Regions from separate parts of the Mus musculus genome. Here region 2 is linked to region 1. A link is a contact called in public promoter capture Hi-C data. All regions are on one chromosome and are shown on one strand. Each heading gives the region's core, a stretch centred on a gene start, on an enhancer-like site or on the middle of the called end of the contact. The rest is flanking DNA. Distances are from core to core; before and after follow the strand shown. Region 1 overlaps Dst (dystonin). Region 2 overlaps Dst (dystonin).

Region 1 (5,936 bases), core at 1,333-3,832:
GTCTCCTCCCTCAGGCGTACAGAGCGGCCATGCAGACACAGTGGAGCTGGATCCTACAGCTGTGCCAGTGCGTGGAGCAGCACATTCAGGAGAACTCTGCCTATTTCGAGGTACGTCGGTAGAGTCACAGCGTGAACACACAGCATTGCTGTTTGGGCCGAGGTGCAGAACTACCACAAAGAAACAATGTGCAGAGCACACGGGGAGTAAGCCAGTACGTTCTTTTCAGGACCTAAGTGCTGCTGTCTCATCCTAGAGGGGAAACTCTGGCCTTTAAGGAAGAAATCCTATGGCTGGATGATGGCTTTAGTTGGCAAAGTGTTTGCACTGAGTTCATTTCCCAGAAACTATACTTATGAAAAAATAAAGTGAGTGGAAGATCCTGAGACTTGCTGGCCAGCCAGCCTAGACAAATAATGAGACATTTATTAATAATTAGTTATACTTGTTATTTGATAATACTTATTAATATAATTAATCAATATAATATGTTTATATATTTGTAATATACATATATAATATAGTATAATGTATTATATATGATAAATAGAAATATAATATGGATAGAAGTATAATAATAAAAATTATTATTATTTTATAATAATGGATAATAATAATTATTATATAGGCTCAGTGAGAGAGCCTATCTCAAAGAAACAGGGTGGAGAGAAATGAAGAAGCCTCCAGTTGTTGACCTCTGATTTGCACACACACAAATACTGCACAAAAAAGATCACTCTAAAAATTTGTTCAATATTAAGGAAAAATATATACTATAGAGTCAACCACATAAAGACTTCATTTTTTCCTTTAGAAATTTTAATATATTGTATGAAATTCCACCCCTACTTAAAAGATTGATTGAACCCTAAAGGAAAACAGACTTTTGATCAAAATAATATAAAGCCCAAACATAATGCATAATATACATGTACATTTTGCATAATTAATATTCATCTGTAGCCACCCAAGTTAAAGATTAGTTTGAGCTTCAGAAAGGATGTTGCTGTTGTTGCTTTGTGCTTTGGTTCTGTCCTGGCTTGTCAGCGGCGCACAGAGGGCCTGGCACCAGATTTGACAGCTCTGCGCTTTACTGGCATTGAGTGTACCACAGCTGCCAAGTTTTCTCTCTTTAGTTTTTCAATGATGCCAAAGAAGCCACTGATTACCTAAGGAATCTGAAAGATGCCATCCAGCGCAAGTACAGCTGTGACAGGTCCAGCAGCATTCACAAACTGGAAGACCTTGTCCAGGAGTCCATGGTAAGGATGCAGAAACTCTGGGCTTTGTCATACAAACAACAGGGTAGATTAGTGTTTTGTTCTATGTTTCTATGTTCTATGTTACATACAGATTTGTACTTCAGACACACAGCTGACTCATTCAACTGAGACTTTGGCTTGGGTAGTTTTTGATGATGTTTAAACTGCTTTAGCAGTGATGTGTGTGGTCAGTTTTCATTTCTGGAGATATAACAATGGACAAAGCAAGCAGGAATCACCCTGTCTTGTGGTGCCTAGATATTAAAGGGTAGCAACACAGTCATACATTAAATAAACAAAATGCTTGTAGACTGTTACATTGTAGTAACAGCAACAAGGAAACAAAATAACCGTAGACTGGTACATAGTAGTAACACAAGGGAAACAACACCATAGACTGGTACATAGTAGTAACAGCAACAAGGAAACAAAATAACCATAGACTGGTACATAGTAGTAACGGAAACAAAATAACCAGAAAAAAGGAAGGAAGAGGGCTTCAAGAGGGATGGGAGATGTGGAAGGTGTCCCCAGTAGTCAGGGCATTCTTCAGTGATGATGGTTTGTGTGAGGCCCTGTGGGATGGGAAGTTTGAATCATTAATTTTCAAGTCCCGCCGTGTTTGCTACCTAGGAGGAAAAGGAGGAGCTCCTGCAGTACCGGAGTGTGGTGGCAGGGCTGATGGGGCGAGCGAAGACAGTGGTGCAGCTGAAGCCGAGGAATCCTGACAACCCACTCAAGACGTCCATCCCCATCAAAGCCATCTGCGACTACAGACAGATTGAGGTACCTGTAATTCTCAAAGCAGACTGGATATTAAATGACGTCATAACGCTTTCTAGCCAGAAGGCATTTCTCTGTCTCATAAGATATATATATATTATTATATATATAATAATTCTAAAGATCGAGTGTGGAGGAAGATGAATTGATGGTGACCTCAGCTTTCCTTTCTTCCATTTAAAACCAGATAACCATTTACAAAGACGATGAGTGTGTCTTGGCAAACAACTCTCATCGAGCTAAATGGAAGGTCATCAGTCCTACTGGGAACGAGGCCATGGTCCCGTCTGTGTGCTTTACTGTTCCCCCACCAAACAAAGAAGCAGTTGACTTTGCCAACAGGTTTGTATGGTTTGGGGCCTTTCTGAAGATTAAAGAAGCCATCAGGACTGTGTCAGGGACCTACGGGGTTGGAAAGTTCCGGAGCTACTACACAGGGGCATTTTAGAAATAACTATTGTAGCATCTTTTCAGAAAGGAGTAAAAAGGCCTAAAGTCTGTATTCTCCTGTGTGTATTCCAGAATTGAGCAACAGTATCAGAGTGTACTCACTCTCTGGCATGAGTCTCACATAAACATGAAGAGTGTCGTCTCCTGGCACTATCTAGTCAATGAAATCGACAGAATTCGAGCTAGTAATGTGGCTTCGGTGAGTGTGACATCATTTACGAGCCTCCCCACTCAGATGTAGCTCCTGGCGCCACGCCATTAATCCAAGGATCCCTGTTCTTTAGATAAAGACGATGTTGCCTGGCGAGCACCAGCAGGTTCTCAGTAATCTCCAGTCCCGCTTGGAGGATTTCCTGGAGGATAGCCAGGAATCCCAGATATTCTCAGGCTCGGATATAAGTCAACTAGAAAAGGAAGTGAGTGTGTGCAGGAAGTATTATCAAGAGCTCCTCAAGTCTGCAGAAAGAGGTAAGGCATGGGGTTGCTGGGTTTCTTTTCCTTGTGGGGGTTTCGTCTAGACTCTCGTACTCCCCTTGGAAATCTCAGTCTTGGGTGTATTACGTCAGTCAACTGGGACACGCATGCAAGATTGCTGAACAGTATGAAAATGTGTGTGTGTGTGTGTGTGTGTGTGTGTGTGTGTGTATGTGTGTGTGTGCGTGCGTGCAGGAGATGGAACTCAGGAGCACATAACTTCATGCATGAAGCCCTGAGTTCAATCCCAGAACCACCAATAACAATCAGAACTTCTGAGCTACGAAGATGCCAGACAAGGTCATTAATTTCTAAAACTGGAGTAACTAAAAATTGCCCCCAAGTGGTGGGACAGTCGACAGCCTCAGCTCATCTGTGTGAAGCACATTTGCTGTGCTTTACCCAGCAACACTCAGAATGGAGGTCCTTAAGGCTCACGAAAGATCTGATTCTTTTCCCATGTTAAGTTTTACACAGCACTTAAAGCAAAGTGCCTCATTTAGTTAAATTTTATTTAATATCAATCTTAGCCCTAACTCCTCATACTATTTAGAAACAAGTGATTTTATTAGTAATATTTTGTGTTTTTAAAACCTTAAAACAGTAACTTTTTTTTAAAGATTTATTTATTTATTTTATGAATGTGTGTGCACTGTTGCTCTCTTCAGATACACCAGAAGAGGGCATCAGATCCCATTACAGATGGTTGTGAGCCACCATGTGGTTGCTGGGAATTGAACTCAGGACCTCTGGAAGAGCAGTCAGTGATCTTAACCACTGAGCCATCTCTCCAGCCCAATTAACAAAAAATTTTTACCTGCTTTTTCCCTTTAGATTTTGGTTTAATTTAATGGTTAATTGATAGAATATAATTCACATTTTTGTGATTATTAAACAGAATAATAATACATTACTTCCTTTGGGCATTTCAGTGATGATTTGGTATTTTAAATGACTTTAGGGAAATTTGCTTGGTAATTTTTAAGTTTTAAAATTCACATTCTAAGATTTCTGTTTTAAGGTTACGTCCTTAGGGTTTGTGCTAATAGGAACCACTGGTTTGTCTCAGTAAGAACAAAGCTGGTGTAGTGAAGCTTGCACGAGAGCTTCCTGGGGAGCGGAAGTTACTTACACGCTGTGTCCTTCCACAGAGGAGCAAGAGGAATCTGTGTATAATCTTTACATCTCGGAAGTGCGAAACATTCGGCTCCGCCTGGAGAGCTGTGAAGACAGGTTGATTCGGCAGATCCGGACTCCCCTGGAAAGAGATGATTTACATGAAAGCATGCTCAGGATCACGGAGCAGGAGGTAAGAGTTACACACGTGTTAGCAAAGCCAGAGTCATTTCCTCTTAGAGACCCTGAATGTCACCTTCTGATTTCCCCGCATGAGACTGTGACTTCAGTTCAGTTGTGCATTTCTTACTGGATGTGAACTAAGATCCCATGACTGAGGTCTGCCTCTGAGGTAGTAAACAGAGAGGCACCCTGGTGGGCTTCAGGCAGAAGTCATTATACACCCGCTGGTTACAGAGTTAGAGATTTAGGTCAAAGGACAATGCAGTAACGTCATTACTGGTTATCAAGCTGAATTGGTGTGCTTCTGTTTACTTGGTAGAGGAAAAGGTTAGACAGGTGCTTATATTGGTAATAAACTACAAAATGTGTTTTTAAGCTGCTCTAAGAACCATGCCCATTGCAGAGACAAAGATAACCTCCGTTTGTTTTCTGTACTAGAAACTGAAGAAAGAGCTGGATCGGCTTAAAGATGACTTGGGAACGATCACAAATAAGTGTGAAGAGTTTTTCAGCCAAGCGGCTGACTCGCCGTCTGTCCCCGCTCTCCGATCAGAGCTCAGCGTGGTCATTCAGAGCTTGAGTCAGATCTACTCTATGTCTTCCACGTACATAGAGAAGTATGGCAGCAATCAGTCCTTACCCCGTCCCCTCTCTCAGTGCTTCTGCGGGCGATCCATTTATCTTAAGAAACTAGATTGATGATGTTTCTCCATGTTTTGGGGGGGAGGGGCTACCTGGAAACTCCCTTTTTGTAGTTTGATGATATTTCTCCATGGGTGAGGGGGCTACCTGTAAACTCCCTTTTTGGGGTTTCCGCTCATGCTTGGCATAACCTATTGGAACCTAGGAACCTATTGGCATCTGTGTAACAGCCTCCTAGGGGTGGGGTATTGGGTGGTGTCTATTAGGAAAAGAATCAGCTGACTGCCACATGGACAGGAGGCCAGTCAGTGTCCCATGTCATGAGTTTTAATGACCCTGTAAGTCTACAGTGTGTGTCGGGGGAAGACATTGAACAGCATGAACTAGTATTTATTTCTCCTTAAAGATTGAAGACTGTGAATTTGGTTTTAAAAAACACTCAAGCTGCAGAAGCCCTTGTCAAACTCTACGAAACCAAACTGTGTGAAGAGGAAGCAGTTATAGCAGACAAGAATAACATTGAGAATTTAATGAGTACTTTAAAGGTAAGAGTCTCACTTCTGACCGCGGCTCCAAGGTCCTGCTTCGAGTCATTCCTCTAGCTCAAAGCTTGAGCGTCAAACATCCGGCACTAAGACTCTGATGTAGAGAGTGCTTCTGAGTGTGCCACCTCCGTTTCACATTTCTAATTCCAAAACTTCCTATAAATAACTACACTCAATCGTTCCAGTATAAGTTATTGATCTATTGCCATGAGGAGACATCAGGACCAAGGTAATTTATAAAGGAAATCTTTTAGTTGGGGGCTTGCTTACAGTGTCAGATGGTGACTCCATGATCATCATGGTGAGGGGTATGGCAGCAGGCAGGCAGGCATGGCACTGGAGAGATAGCTGAGAGCTTACATTTAATCCACAAGCCCAAGACAGAGAGAGAGCAACCCGACCTGGGCTGTTGAAACCTCAAAGCCCAAACCCCAGTGACACATTTGCTTCAACAAAGCCACCCTCTAATCCTTCCCAAACA
Region 2 (5,936 bases), core at 1,507-4,006, 69 kb after region 1:
GACATCGCATGCTTGTTAGAGAGCCTGAGTGCAAATCAGACACTGGACCTGTTTGGGGCTGCTCAGTGTATTCCCTTTGTGCTACTACTTCTTGAATTACTCCCCAGTGAAACAAGCAGCTACTGCATCCCCAGGCAGTGATGCTCAAAGGCTGCAATCTTTTGTGGGATGGTTATCAGCTTAGAAACTGTGGGGCAGCCCCAGTTTTCTTTAGCTAAAGGCCTGTCTGCCTTAGAAAGAACTGTAAGAATCATTGACCTTTGAGGGAAGGCTGCTTTATCACCTCAGCACAAAACTCCGATTTCTCGTTACGTTTCTTAACCAGCTTTCAGGAGCTGTTGGGCCAAGTGATGATGTGGTCCGCTTTTACAGACAATATAACATGTATTTACATTTTCTCCACTCAGTGGTGTAGTGGACATAATATGTCTAGCTTTTCAGGTCTAAAATTTCCATGTTTAAGTTTTATAAGGTTAGCTTTTTATTTCTTCCACAAAGTGATTTGTTGCCCTCGATAATAAGATTACTTGCTAGAATGTTCCTTTAAGAGGACATTACTTGAGAAGTATGAAGTGACTGCAGTTGCTGTTGTTGAGTTAGCTCTGGTGGCAGTCCGTCCTGTCTGAGTGGACAGTAGGGCCTTCAGCTAGATCATCAGTAGACATGGCGGGGGTGAGGCTGCATGTGGAAAATAGCACTGTGGCTTTATGTGTGAGCTGTCAGTGGTGGTGGCAGCTCTTAGGAAAACCCTCTTGCCAACTGAATTTTTCTATCCTGAAAAATGTGTGTGTGCTCTCACCATTCATGATTAGTGTTTAAAACATCGTAGTTTGTCCTGCTTTCTCCAGCAGTGGGAGTAGAACATAGAACAAATATGAGGTGAAAGTTGGGTCAACTTTTGTTCACAAACTTGACTTTTTATGTTAAATCTAGGTGTAGCTTTCCCTGTGGTCACAAGCAACACAGTTATGTGCATCATTGCTTAGACATCTCAACATACTACAAATAATACAGTCATTAACTCAGACCAGAATACAGTAAGCTGAAATCACAAAGATGCTAAGAGTTCACATTTACACGTAATCAGCTAGCTAGCACACATTTTCCCGTGGTGCTTCCTGCTTCCAAGCTGCAAAGGGCCCATTTTATTGTCTTTATTTCCCATTACACTCTAAGATGGGGTGAGTACAGTGATGATGTGATGTCATTTCCCCCCCTCCCCGGCTCTCACTTTGAATGCTGGAGTTTAGTAATGAATTATCTATGAATTTTTTTTCAAAATGCACTGCCTATCTGGAGCTAAGTTTACATGTTCCGCTCGGCCTTTCATAAGACTGGGATAATACTGTGCTAATTATTCAGTCTAAAGACGGCCGAGTTAGGGCCACTCTTTATGAATCATTGTGTAAGGACCTTAAACTGTCTGGAGAAAGGTACCCCCTCCCCCCCAGATTTCCTGGAAACTTTACCACTATTACTTTGGGTAGGTGGCATTCTGTGTTTCTAAGGTAGTGGGAGTGTGAAAATAGGACCCTTGATCTCTACCTCCTCCCAGCCTCAGAGTCAGTCCTGTGGTGACGTGGTAGCTGGGGCACATTCTGTGTGTGCTCGCACACCTGAGCATCACAGACTCGTGTGCCTGTTGAAACATTTCAGTTCTGGACCATGACGGTGGACGTCAGGGTCGCGATGTTGGTGGGTATTCTATAACTAATTTTTCTCTGTGAATGTCTGTAGACATGTACTTTTCAACTTAACGGTGAGCCCACGCTGAGCTGTGTGTAGTAATCACTGAATGTGAGTTCTGGCTGTGAATGTAGCTTACTTCAGCTTACAGGTTTATAAAATAACTTCGGAATGCTTAAGGTACAGAAGTTCTCCCACGACATTTTTTGTAAAATTACCCCACAGCTACTTTCTTCGCCGGAGGGTCAGGCCAGCCACATTTTGTTCATGAATGATTATGAGTTGTTTTTTTTTTTAAAGTCTGACTGCCTCTGTAATTACCTATTTTTCTGGCAGTGTTGCTTTATTTCATAAAAGAATGGATAGGGTTTATTAAATAATTCTTGTCATTTCTGCCAAAAAAGGCTAAGGTTTGGCTCGCTGAACTTTAAAAAAAAAAAAAAAACTGTTTTTATAAGAACATTTGTTGAGCAGATAAAAATCAGTATCTGTGACTTTATTAAATAACCAGTCTGTTTCGAGGCGTTCTGCTTGCCTGGGCCTTGCATTAATCTCAAGAGGTCTGCGTGAATATTAGTAACTACAAATATTCATGTCAGCAGTGTTGGGGCGAGGTACCCGTGGGGGTCCTTTAATGTGCAGACCAGTCAGTTTTGAAATTGGCCTTTAAAGAGAAATGATAAAACGCTCAACTTCAAAGTGAGCCTGTTGGCCCTGCTTAAACTGATTGGTGATGGCAGGAGAGTGGTTCCAGCTGAAGGACAGGGACCTGGCCACCCCCACCCCCACATCCTCCACTTTGAGTTAGCAGTCTGAGCCAGTGGTGGGAATGGCTGTTCCTGCGCTGCCCAGTGTCAGGTTCTGCTGCCGCTGCGCTGCCCCTCGGATCCCTCTGGGATATCTGAACCCAGCTGCCCTCTCCCAGATGCAGACCCCAGCCTGCTCCGCGCTGATGTCACCAAGCTGTTGCTTTACAGCCTCGAGGTTCCTCCCCCTGGAACCGCCCTGGGCTGGGGAAGAGGCCGAGTTGGGCAGGATGACTGTGAAGTTAAGTCACGGGAGGGCGGAGCGGAGCGGATCAGATCGATGCCGCCGGGGCTGGGTGTGCTGCGCGGCCCCGCTGCCCCGACGCAGCCCGAGCCCCGGCGGGAGCGGCCGCAGCCTGCCCGGCCATAGGGCAGCGGCTGGGGCTTCAGCTGGATGCCAACTGCCTGTGCCTCGGAGGAAGCCCGGAGTTTGAGCTGCAGCCGCCTCAGGTGGAATAAGCCTTCTTCAGGAAGATCAGATAAGAATCTTGGGGGAAAATTTTTATTTTGAAAGAGAAACTTGTTATAGTAAGCCATGCTTTTTGACTGTTTACTTTAATGGTTGCTGGATTTTAATGCCCCGGCTCTTTTCTCTTGGGTAATTCTGGATAACCTCAAAGAAGCTTAAGATGGGAAGAAAAAAACTGCCTTTTGGATCTAGCTTATTTATGTATGGCTCCTCCTCCCAGCTAAGAGAAAAATCTTAACTTTTTTACATCAAACGTAACTTATTTTTCTCCAAAGAACCATGCTGTGCCTTCTGATCTGAACAAGAAGCTGTTTATCTGTAAAGGACATGGAGTTTCGCAGTACATCTTTAAGTGGATTACAGTCAGCCAGAGTTCTGCCGAAGTTAACATCCAGCCTGTTGAACCGCTTGCTCATTTGGAAATTTTAATCTGGAAACCTCAAGCAAAATTAGAGTACAATGAGAAACGGACTCACAGCAGAGTCTCTCGGGCGTTGAAGCCACGGTTAGCTGTGCGCTTGTGTGTGTGTGCTTGGGGCTGATTAAAAGGGAGCATTCACGGAATTTCAGGAGGTGGAGGGAGCTGAATGCTCTGTCTTGGAGCACGTTACTTCTTAGAACCAGGTTAAAGGGTAGCTTCGTTTTCATAGATGCACTGCTCCTAACCGGCAGCACCTCAGGCAGGCAGTATGCCTCACTGTTTACCCTTTCTGGATGTGTCACGGCCCTGCTCACAGATAGACCTTCTTGGAAAAATGCTTCACCGAATTCCTTCCTCTCGGTGTCAAAAGCTGCGATATTTGTTTTGACTGTCTGCGAAATGGGGAAACCACTCAGCAGACCAGACTGTTTACGCCAGAACCCTCCATGCGTAGGGAAAGGCGAAGAGGAGGAGGAGGACCTGAATATCGAGGACTGTTACATCCCACAGAGGTCCATCTATGACACGGTGAGGCTGAACGAACAGATAGACTCCGGGTCCAAAGGCAGCCTGTCTTCTAGGCATTTCACAGACCGGACTTTACCCTACAGCCACAGGACACTGGACGTTAGCTCTCTGTGCTCCAATGGTGCCCTTTCTTCTTCCAGCATATTTGAGCTGAGAGGTCGGGAAACGAGCAAGCTAGATGAAAAGATGATCTTTGATGCCCTCAAACTAAACAGTGACGTCATTCGAAGCCCAGGTTTGCCCAAGCCCAAGTCTCAGGCAGAAAAGAGAGAGTACAGGAGGTCCTGGCGGATGTTTGTCCCTGCCAATATTATGGATTATGCAAACAAAAGCGAAAGTTCTTTTGTGGAGCCTTCAGACGCGTCAGATGCTGTCGCGAAGGCCAGCAAGTGCAGATGGGGTACCAACTCTCAAACTTCAGAAGAGGAGGACTCTGGCTTATGCAGCCCCCCAGCTGAGAAAGAAGAAAAGCCAGGCATTGTTAGCGGAGAACAGCCACAGATTAGAAGCCTGTCCTCTGCTGAAGACATTCATACCTCAGAGCAAGATAGGCCATTTTTTCCTGCTGATTCTGTCAGTGAACAGAAAATCCCACTGCTCTCTTGCAGAAGTGCCCACCCCAGTGACAACTTCCAAATGATTCTGCAGGATGCCTCTCCACTCAGGGGGGGCAAGTGTGTGAACGGTCAAAGGTCACTCCATGGTGAAAGCGGTTATGTGCAGAACCCGCTGAGAGAGAGTACGAAGAGCACGGCATTGGTTGTGCCCAGAGACGGGGCACACAAGTGGATTTCCAGCTCTGAAGACCAGGAGAAAACTTTGAGACAAGGGGAGTCCCAAACCACAGCACACAGTAGGGAATGTAGGGAGCCCCTTGTGGACTTGCACCCCCCGACCACAGACCGCATAAGGGAGCAGCAGGGAGACTTTGATAGCATGGTTTTGCTAGAAAATGTGATACTGTTGGCACAGTATGATTCAGAAGAAAGCACCATGGTGGCTAAGGGGAACCTAGAGGCTCCCTTCTCTGCTCAGAAGATAGATGTGACCCAGAAGAAAAGCCCAAACCAATTCATACACGTAAAAAAGGAAACAGGGCCCTGGAAAACAGGGGTCCAGGTGGGATCGCCGGACACCGTCTGCAACGGCTTTCAGTTGGTACAGGTAATGAATGGGATTGAAAAACCGTGCTAGCAGCCGCTTGTGGTTCTATTTCAGAGTGGTCAAGAATGATTTTAAAAATAGTCAAGTGCGGACATTCATCGTGGGGCTTTGAATTGCACCTCGCCAGATGCCAGCATCAAATAAGTCCATTGGTTAACAGATGAATTAGGGATTGTTGGGGTGGTGCAGACAGTGGCTGTTGAGGGTCATTCAGAATGCCCTCCCCCCATTGTTAATTTAGGTTCACGTCAGGTTTTTGCACAAACTGTGGTTTAAAACAGTGCCATGTAAGGGCAGTTGTATTGAGTTTATTAAGCACCAACAGGCTTAGTCATAAAGGTACAAACACAGTATTATATTGTTGTGGCCTGAAAAGCCCTCTGAAAACCCAGCCAGTTTACAGGAACCCTGCACAATCGAGGAAAGCTTTTGTGTTTTCTCGGACACTGTAGACCCTAGCTCTTCAGAGTTGCAAGTGAGGTAAAAGAGTAAAGAGTGCAGCCTCATGATAAGTGGAGGTTGTCGCTCAAGCCTGTAATTTTATTCCTCCCCACTCGGATTCAAGTTCAGCTATTTTGGTGCTCTCCCGTGGCTCCCCTGAGAAACTTCACCTCACAGTTAACCTTGTTTTATTTAAAAGATCTCTGTGTTTGTGTTCTATGAGCCTGTATGTATATGTGAGGGAGGGACGCCTGTCTTTATAGGTATTTGTTACCACTAAGAGATAAGGGAGGTAAACAATATCAGAGTTCTGCTGGTTCTTCGTCCCGCTGTCCACACCTTTCCTTGAGCATACAGCAAGCACTCTGCTAACTTTAAAAGTTTAGCAAAATGCCTTCTCCCTGTAAGACGTGTTATGGCT

What was found. Capture Hi-C pulls out chosen DNA fragments and counts their contacts.
Region 2: a contact with region 1 is called in a promoter capture Hi-C map of adipose tissue. The contact joins two enhancer-like sites. A contact is called at or near these places in 1 of 484 Hi-C or Micro-C datasets (nephron progenitors), 1 of 115 datasets of contacts at active chromatin or transcription factors (bone marrow-derived macrophages) and 4 of 9 other capture datasets (adipose tissue, embryonic stem cells, liver and 1 more).

Annotation. Positions count from the first base shown.
Region 1 is chr1:34,165,044-34,170,979 of GRCm38.p6, forward strand. It overlaps Dst (dystonin), which reads left to right. Exons shown (of 103, transcript NM_001276764.1): 22 at 15-110; 23 at 1,137-1,262; 24 at 1,899-2,048; 25 at 2,233-2,387; 26 at 2,568-2,694; 27 at 2,780-2,963; 28 at 4,121-4,278; 29 at 4,707-4,885; 30 at 5,317-5,455. It overlaps Gm26788 (predicted gene, 26788), which reads right to left. Exons shown (of 3, transcript NR_165804.1): 2 at 4,102-4,227; 3 at 802-2,052. Among named protein-coding and RNA genes, the nearest start is that of Gm26788, 10 kb to the right of the region's middle. Within about 2 kb of position 2,583, at least 31 of the 459 cell types and tissues checked have an H3K27ac peak or open chromatin away from gene starts, as enhancers often do. A contact at or near this core is called in adipose tissue, where this site is marked.
Region 2 is chr1:34,233,830-34,239,765 of GRCm38.p6, forward strand. All of the region lies in intron 60 of Dst (dystonin), which reads left to right. Among named protein-coding and RNA genes, the nearest start is that of Gm26788, 59 kb to the left of the region's middle. Within about 2 kb of position 2,757, at least 239 of the 459 cell types and tissues checked have an H3K27ac peak or open chromatin away from gene starts, as enhancers often do. A contact at or near this core is called in adipose tissue, where this site is marked.